3 separate regions of the Gossypium hirsutum genome follow, and all the other regions are linked to region 1. Evidence: chromatin contacts called from public Hi-C data. All regions are on one chromosome and are shown on one strand. The core of a region is the stretch at or near the end of the contact, and the rest is flanking DNA. Distances in the headings are between cores, read along the strand shown. Region 1 holds the start of LOC107886300 (protein C2-DOMAIN ABA-RELATED 9). Region 2 has its middle 140 kb from the start of LOC107886291. Region 3 holds the start of LOC107886292 (protein ESMERALDA 1).

Evidence for each region. A called contact is a pair of places that touch in the nucleus more often than the background predicts.
Region 2: a Hi-C map of leaf shows a contact between it and region 1, with 2.2 times the contacts expected there. The contact joins the enhancer-like site here to the promoter of LOC107886300 in region 1. A contact is called at or near these places in 10 of 34 Hi-C or Micro-C datasets (callus, fibers, hypocotyl and 2 more).
Region 3: a Hi-C map of leaf shows a contact between it and region 1, with 2.5 times the contacts expected there. The contact joins the promoter of LOC107886292 here to the promoter of LOC107886300 in region 1. A contact is called at or near these places in 6 of 34 Hi-C or Micro-C datasets (callus, hypocotyl and leaf).

Annotation. Positions count from the first base shown.
Region 1 is chrA03:88,183,148-88,186,344 of Gossypium_hirsutum_v2.1, forward strand. It overlaps LOC107886300 (protein C2-DOMAIN ABA-RELATED 9), which reads left to right and starts at 1,861. Exons shown (of 3, transcript XM_016810200.2): 1 at 1,861-2,262. The coding sequence starts at 2,149. LOC107886299 (a long non-coding RNA gene) reads left to right here and starts at 480. Exons shown (of 2, transcript XR_001680706.2): 1 at 480-947; 2 at 1,236-1,537.
Region 2 is chrA03:88,726,568-88,729,457 of Gossypium_hirsutum_v2.1, forward strand. No RefSeq gene overlaps it. Among protein-coding and RNA genes, the nearest start is that of LOC107886291, 140 kb to the right of the region's middle. Within about 2 kb of position 1,619, at least 7 of the 9 cell types and tissues checked have an H3K27ac peak or open chromatin away from gene starts, as enhancers often do. A contact at or near this core is called in fibers, hypocotyl and leaf, where this site is marked.
Region 3 is chrA03:88,987,154-88,990,324 of Gossypium_hirsutum_v2.1, forward strand. It overlaps LOC107886292 (protein ESMERALDA 1), which reads right to left and starts at 1,289. Exons shown (of 10, transcript XM_016810191.2): 1 at 636-1,289. The coding sequence starts at 1,001.

The DNA of each region.
Region 1 (3,197 bases), core at 611-3,110:
AATATGATATAAAAGAATTTTAAAATGGTGATTTTATAAAAAAACAAAGTGGAATTATTAAAGTATCTCAAAACCTATGAAAATATCATGAACTTTAAAATAATAAATATCTTAAATGGAAAGTTCAATTAAAATAATATACATGAATAAATGTATAAAAATATTTAAATGGAATATTATACAAAATGTTAGAATAATATAACGTGAAGATTTTAAAACCATAATTTTTTAACAAAGTGAAATTAATAAAGTAATCTCGACACATAAAAAAGGTTTAAATTAATTATTTTAAAAATAAGCATTATATAGATAATAAATTTAATTAAAATAAGTTTAAAATAAAAGGGATAATATGTAAATAAAATAAATTATTGGGATAAAAATAGGGACCAACGTGTGACACGTGCGAATTCACAGGGATCAAATCTGGAAATATTCCAGATCCCAAAACGCAGTGTTTAGACACAAGTTAAGCTGCAATGACGCACAAATCCCAGGGATAAATTAAAAAAATAAAGAAAATGTGGACAGGGCCTAATTGAATGTTAGCACGAAAAAGGAAGGACCAACGCGCAAATATTCCCTCTCCACGGAAATGCGCGGACCCTAGGGGCAAAGGATCGGGTCGGGTCAGATAGGCTTATGCGACGTCATTTTTGAGGCCATGGGAACAAGCCTTAAATGACGCCGTTCCCACGCACATATAAAACCCCCTTTATACCGTATCCCCTCATTGCTCCAAACCCTAACCTCCTCCTTTGTACGAGCCTCAAAAGACCCTAGCCGCCATTTGACCACCCCGAATGGTGATCAACGGAGGGAGATCTGCTCGCTCGCTAACCCTGCTTAGGTCCTTGCCTTAAGGACCACCGATTTCAAACCCAAAATCCCATCTCGACTACGATTAAAGCGAAGGAAATAAGGACTCCACTGGTTCGTTCGTATAGGTAAACCTCTTTACTTCCTTTTACAATTTTTATACTCAAAATACACAGTATGTGAAACCAAAGAAACAAAAAACGAAGAGGAAAACAATCGGAAAAGAAGAACCAAATCTGAAAATCACGTTTTGATTTTTGGTTGCTTTTTTGTATTTCAATGCGCGTATATTGTGCATAAAAAAATTACAATGACAAAGTTTTTGGCTTTATAGCCAAATGATGAAAACTAAAAAAAATACAATCTTTTTGTCCCTTCTTTCTTTGTTTTGCTGTTGTTTTTGTCCCTTTTTGCAGCTACGGGGTGTGTGTGGCGCGTGTACGGGGGCTGTGCGCTGGCGTATGGAGGCGTGGGGGTGGCTGTGGTGCCAGGAGGCCGTACGGCACTGGCGGTTGGGGCCTGGCTGCGGCGCAAGAGGTAGAAACCCTAGGGTTTATGTTTCTAAAGTATTTTGGGCCGTTTGGGCCAATGTAATTTTGGGTCTAGGTTTATTTGGGCTTGTATTGGGTTTGGGCTATGGACCATTTGTAATTTAGGTTTTAATTTTGGGCCCTGGACTATTTAAAATTAGACTTTATAATACTTTTATTATAATTTATTCTCTCCTTTTTTTGTTTTGTGTTTATAAAGGCCCGGGCCAAAATTGGGCCTTACATATATTATATTCAAACATATAAGTTAAATTTTACCAGGTGACACATCTCAATAAAAAATTTTATAAATTGTATAATTTCACATCAATTATATCATATGCCTATATATATTATATACAAACATATAAATTTTGGAAGTAGTCATTTAATTTCTATATTCTAATTTAATTAACTAAAAGTTTAAAACAACACCAATGGTTAATATTTATTGTAAACTTGTTGTGATCAAGATGATGACATAAATAGGCAAGAAAGCGGTGAACCACTCATCTTTCTAAAATTTAGATGTTCATTGATTATGGATTTTGACATTTTCTGTTATATTTTTTAAAAATGAATGAACCACAAGACGCTAGAAAGAAGGTCGAGTCTATAGACAGTGGAAATTAAAGATTCCTTCCAATTCCAAACGATTTGTTTCTCATTTGTCAAGTTTATTATTTTTATTCCAATACATTGGTATTCTTCCAAGAAAAAGGAAGTAAAAGAAAGTTGTTTCAGATTATTGTTTTGTTTGGATTGTAATATCTAGAAAAAAAACAACGTGTTTGTTGCAATGGATACGTTGGGACTTCTCAGAATTAGGGTTCGAAGAGGCTACAATCTTATTATTCGTGATAAGATAGCGTCTAGCAGTGATCCTTATGTTGTCATCACCACCACTCAACAGGTTTGTTGTGTTTCCTTCATCCCCTCTCAACTTAGGAGAAATTTGATTGTGTTACTTTCTACTTTTAACTATACTTCTGCTCAATGCTTCAAAAGGTCTGAAAAGTTATGTTGGAAAAAATTCTCAAAATTTACAATCAAGTACTCGTTCCCAAATGAGTACTCATGTTAAAATCGGTTGCTATTGTATTACCCAGAGCGCTTCTTTTTTTTTTTCCTAGAACAAGTTGACAATTGCCTATTGTTATTTCACAAATGAGCACTCATATCTCAACTTAAGCCTATTGTTTTCATAAATTTTTATATTTTTATAATTTCTAATATTTTTTAAAACTTTTTTTTAAAATATTACTCTTTTTTGTTTTGTTTCACACACAGTCCTACATCATACCTAAATCTATTCTTATTAACTTCCCTCTCGTCGCGTCTTCTCAACTAAAATAATTACTCACCACTCATCTTCAATCACCAAACACTAAACTCATTGCCTCTTGGACCTCCTACTCAGCACCCTATACAAGTCTATCACCATCACACTTCAAGTTCACCATTAAAACCAAATCCAAGCACTCCAAATAACAAAAATTTTCTACAATTTTATTACAATTTTATAATTTTTATAACTTTTTAATACTTTTAATAAGTTTTTATAACTTTTTAAAATTAATTTATATATATTTATATAATTTCTTATAGTTTTATTTTATTTTATAAGTTCTATAATTTTATATTATTTATATAACAGTTTGATATCTTTTTCATAACATATTAATAATATTTTATAATTTTTTAATATTTAATAACATTTATAGTTTTTCTATAATTTTTATTTTTTCCAAGAAAAAATTATAAGATTTAACAATTTTGAAACTTAAATAATTAAAATTCAATTAAGCCCAAGAAAAATAATTAAGATCAATTAAGCCATCCATGTTA
Region 2 (2,890 bases), core at 369-2,868, 540 kb after region 1:
GAGATTTGCTAATCTCTTTTGAAACATACATTTTCCTTAACAAAAGCTACATAACCATTTTCATGTATCATGATCTGCCACTTCAATGTACATTCCATCGAAGGCAATGCCATGAATATATTTTTTTAACATCATTTCCAGGAATCAGTCCATATCATTCTTGTCAGAAGCAGAAGGTTGTGGCTTAAGCATGAAGAATGGTTCTTACGCTTTAACATAAACATAACAGACTCTAACTAACAACTCTTGAACACCCTTTCTCATATACACATTACACCTTTACAGAGTATAAGTACTTACCTTACATGAAATATAAAACAAGAATATTATACACACATGTAAGTAAGAAGAAACTCATCAAAAATACAACAAAGTCTAGATGGTAGGACCTTTTCCTTTGCCAGTCGGACCTTCTATAACATCTTAAGCTAAAATATGGATGATTAAGCTTAACAAATCATTACACAATTGAATCCAAACATGCAAGCAGAATTAATAGTATGTATATAACTATGAAAATAACCTAGGGTTCATCAATATTTACCAGAGAATTAAAAACAAATGTGGGAGTTGGCTAAGTACAGTGAACCCAACTTCAGAAAGATTTTTGGGCTTAAGCTTTTAAAAGAGAATTAGAGAAAATCAAGAAGAAGACGAATGCAAAGAAAATGCAAAGTTTATTGGTCAAGACACAGATACTCTTATATATTTAAGCACGGAGACAAGGTTTAGTGGAAGAATAAGATTATTCCACTAACACCCTTGGCTCTCGTGATTAAGTGCACTTATTATAATTTAAGTCTTATCAACTATAGTATCATAGTTCCATTCTAACCTGTTCTGACTAGATTAATTAAATAGTCTTTCTAAAATAGCAAAAAAATCTATTAAACTATGAATTTAATATCTTCGTCAAAACATCTAGAGTGGCATATACTCAACAAAAGAATCCACCAATCTATAGATCTCGCTAAAACATAGGATTCGCCAATGACAACTAATACTTAACCAAAACTACGCTTAGTCCAATAAACGGTAACCATATTAAAGCCTTCGTCGGGTGGGTTATTACATACTGTTCACCATATTATCAATGGAATCCGAAATTAGGACCCCTTTATTACTTGATATCTTGAACTGGTTTCCTCGATCCCGAATTGTCTTGTTAAGCTTCATACCATTCTTAGCACCATCAGCTTTACTTTTAACAAATCGGCCTTGAGTACTTCTCTCAACACCATCCAACACTTCAACTCGGTTACTATCCAACCCTTCCAGTTGGTTCATATTAGCATTTTCTTTAAATACCATCGCCGAATGTTTTAAGGGATCTAGTACGTCTTCTTTTAATGCCACCGCCACCCTAAGGCCCTTCAAAAATTGGATTAAAATGAAAAAACAAATTTGTTGTAGAAGCTTCAACTGGCCTACTGCCACTTGCACCGATCGACTCACCTAGACTACTACTGAAACCTGCATGGACGATAGTAGCTGCATTCAAACCACCTTTTTCCAGCTGGGCTAAAATTGATTTAGAAGGACCCCCACAATCCTCAATAGCAGCCGCCGACCTATTAACCAAATTAACAAAACCCATATCATTAGCCTGGGCCACCTCTTTCCCATGAATTTTTGAAAGTGAGCCCACTGCTCCCTTTTTATTACAAAAGCCCACTGCACTGGCCTGCCTAGATTCTTTCCTATCATTTCCAGCATACTGTTGATGTCCTTTAAGCCCTTGTCGCTACACCTCTTTATCATTTCCCTCCTGCACAACCTCTAAATCAGATTTGTTTCCTTTATTTTCATTAACGACAGCAAGAATGCTAAAACTTGATTCTCCAATATTAATCACTGAATTTATGTTGCTATTTTTCCAAAAATCCCTAGGATTACGACGTTGTATCCTCTCAACGGTGATCCATGGACCCTAAACCCCTCCTTCATTCATTCCATCATCTTCCACCATGACCGCATCAGTGCCCAGAGTTCCTCCACCATTCGATGATCCCTTCCCATCAACCCTTGGAGCAGTTTCCTCTTTTGGAAAAAGGTCTTTCACATGTCCATATCGGCCACACAGAAAGTAGACCATTGGCAAGTCTTCATACTCTACCCATTGAAAAATTCCATTAATCTAAACTTGGGATACCAATGGCTTATCCAAATTCACAGAAACCGCCATACGAGCGAAACGGCCTCTTGCTCCAAAATTTGTCTTAAAGTCTAGCTTCACAAGTTTTCCCATCATTGCTCCAATCTCCCACAAAATCTTTGGGTTATACATATGACTCGGAAGACCTGGAAAGCATATCCATGACATTACAAAACTTGGAAAAGATTGAGCAGGATTGAAATCTATAGTCCATGGTTGTACCATTAAATATTGTCCGTAGATAACCCAAGGACCTTGGCACAATATTTTTTCATAATCTTCATTGCTCCAGAATTTAGTGAAAAAGTATCCATTTTTAATATCCATGAGTTGGAATGACAAAGAAGTTTTTGAGAGGGTTGACAGCTTATTCTTTTATATTCGTGTGGCTAATATTTCGACTTAAGAGCTTGATCACAACTGTATTAGCCATATTCGTAACTAATAAGTGTTGGACCCTCTCCAAGAAGACAATCGAGGGTATGCCATTAACAAAAGACCTCGTAATGTCCCCTTCCTCAAAATCAAAAATCATCTTCTATTCCCAAGCTCGTTACCACATTTCGTTTTTCACTTCAACAGATCCTTTTCCCATTAATCTTTCTTTCCAAGATAATGGTGGATCAGGGTTCAAATCCATTGCCATTCCAACATCCGTTTCAATTCCCTGTTCCTTAAGGCAAACTTTTTTGGTGATAACATCCTCAACCAATCTCACCTTATCCCCATCACTCT
Region 3 (3,171 bases), core at 39-2,538, 800 kb after region 1:
TTAGATTTAGAAGAAGCAAGTCATCAACAATCCACCAGTGCTGCTCTACCTAAAGATTAAATCAATCAACGGAAGCTTCTGGATTCAATTCACTTAAGCTGCAATTATTTTTACTACAATATATAAAGAAATGCAGTTTCCATGTTCTTCAGATCCAGATACGATCCCAAAGATTGTTACAGCTGGAAATGAAACATGTACAACAAGACACAAGGGTCTACTTCCTCAGCAACCAACAGTGATTTTTTTATTAACAAAAAAAGGAATAATGCTAAAAATGATTCCTTGATTCAGCATTCTATTTCTCGGTAATCTTCAAAATGAGAAAAAAATTTTAAAATCTTTACCGTATTTCTAAATTTCAAGGAAATATTCGGAAATCTAAAGTCTAACACATTATCAATAACACAACAGAAAAAAGGCAACTATATTATCCAAGTCCCTCAAATTCTACCAAGATCCAAACCAAGAAGGAAAAGAAATGAAACAAAAACTCGAAATTCAAAATGGTTCAAAAGACAAATCCGAGCCAAAAGTGAAAATCTTACAAAAAAAAAAACTCGACCCGCAATAATAAGATCCAAGAAGCCATCAGAATTGAGTAAAAAGGAACAAATAAAAAATAAGTGACTCACCGCATCAGCAGAGGAATTATCGGCATTCATATCAATTTTAAGCTTCTCATAAAGCTCGGGACTCCGGTAAACAGAGCCGGGTGCGGGTCGGTGTTTAATAACGGGAACCACATCAAAAGAAACGGTGCCCATGTAAAGAAGCATCCCAGAGATGTAAATGAGAGGAGCAAAGAGAAAAATCCCTTGTCGACGAAGAAGAACCGAAAGAAGTAACCAAGCGAGACGGTGGGCTATGGTCCGCCCCGGTTGGAACGGGCTAAACCGACCCGACTTCCTTCCGTGGCGGTACCTCGGTGACCGTAGTGGTGACGCCGGCGGTGATGGGGTGCTGTGGCCGCTACTTGGAATCCTATTTTTTGCGTGCATTTGAAAAAACAAAAAAAAAAGGAAAGAAGAAATTGTTTCTCTGTTTATTTTAAATTCTATATATATATATTTCACCTTTAATGGTTACGTTATAGAGGAAGATGAAAGCTTTGTATTTTCTTTTTCCTTTCTCTCCTGTTGGTGGGGACGAGAGAAAGAAAAGAAAAGATAGAGTAAGAGCCGAAGAGGAATTTTTTTTCTTTTCTTTATTTGAATTTTTGGGTGTAAATTGGATGTTTGTAGTGATCGAAAGGAAAGGGGAGAGAAAGAGGATAGCACGTGCAAGTGGTGTTTGGGAGGGAGGGTGGGAGGGAGGGAGGGAAAATAATAATAGGAGGTGTGTTTGGAAGGGAAAAGTGTTCTTTTTTATTCCAAACTCACTCACATCACATGTTTTATCCTCTCTCTTTTTTCTTTTTTTTATTGAAAAAACTCCGTTCTTCTTACTTCATTCCATTCTTCTTACTTCATTCTTAGGCATCAATCTTGACGTTTTGAAGTTAAAATGGAAGTTTTGGTCAATATTTTTTATTTATTAAGGATAAATTATAAAAATAGTCATTTTTATTTACTTAAGATTATATTTTAATAATTTAAGTATTTTAGTTATTTGATCGTTTTGTTATAAAGTGGTCACTCTACTATTAAACTCTACTACCTCCCTAACAACAGTCCTATGTAGTAGTCTAAATAAGTTTTAAATATCAACTTAGATATCCAATTGTTAGGATGAAAATATATTTTTAATTAAATAAATTTAATTTGAACTGCCACATAGGACAGCCATTAGGGAAGTAATGAAATTTAACGGTAGGATGACTACTTCGTAACAAAATGATAACATAAATAATTAAAACGTAATATTTCAAATGCTAATAACTAAACTATAATCTGAGACAAATAAAAGTGACTATATTTATAGTTTACTCTTATTGTAATTAAACACCTTGCATTGTGTATTTCATAAGCTTTTATCTCTTTTTCTTCTCATAATTTTACTTTTCAGATTTTTCAATTAAGAAAGGGAGACTTAATTTGGATATCGTGGTTTAATTACTAGCTAATTAAGTTTTTCTCCATCAATATTGATCTCCTATAAAATGCTTTTATTGGAAATTGGTTTCCTAAAATAAAAAATCAGACAATGCTATAATTGGTATTGGGTTCAAGCATCGACTTAGAAGAATTTACTCTTTTTTTTCACTTTATTTTTATGGCATCACAGTGAAGTCATCTTGTGAAAAAAGTTTAAAGATAAATTTAGTTACTAATATTTACATATTTTATTAAAATAGTTATAATTGTATTTTTGAAATTTTTTTTGCCATCAACTTTTAATTTTTTTAAACTATTTTTTCTAATAAATTTAATGAATTCAAATTTTTTTAAAAAAAAGTTTCAATCTTTTATATATTTGTTTATTGAGAAGTTTTTCTACTGAGTTAATTTTTTTAGATAATTACATTTATTTTCTTTAAATTAAGAGTTTTTTTAATTTAATGTATTATTTATTTTTTTATTTTTTTACATGTAATTAACTTATAGGGTTATTTATGTAATACATCTCATTAAAAATATTCTACATATGAAATTTCACACCATCCTTATTAACTTTGTTAACATTACTTTCATTAAATTTGTTAGAAAAAACAGTTTGAAAAAAAAAGTTGATGATAAAAAATGCTCAAAAATACAATTAGGGTCATTTTGACAAAACATGCAAATATTAGTGGCCAGTTTTGCCATTAAGCCAAACTTAAAAGATCTTTTAAAATGAAAAAGAATTACAAAAAGTTAATAAAATTAATAAAAATTTTAAAAAGTATGTATTAGAAATTTTGATATTTTTAAAATTTTATAAATCAAATTTACTAGATTTTGAAAGAGATTATCGTCTTTTGGAAGGATAACGCCCACGATAATAATTTTATAATTCAATCAACCGAAATTTATAATTGGTAGATCTTTTTAGATGATAAATTTGGATAAGTTTTTTAATTATTTAAAAATGAGAAATAATGTTATTTCAATTAAATAATATATTTAATTATTTCAAATAATTTTTACTATCCCAAGGTAAACTATTTATTTCTAAACTAATATCTTAATTTAGAAATAAAATTTTTATGCCAACAGCCTCTTAGTCTAATGACAAGAGTATTATATTGTA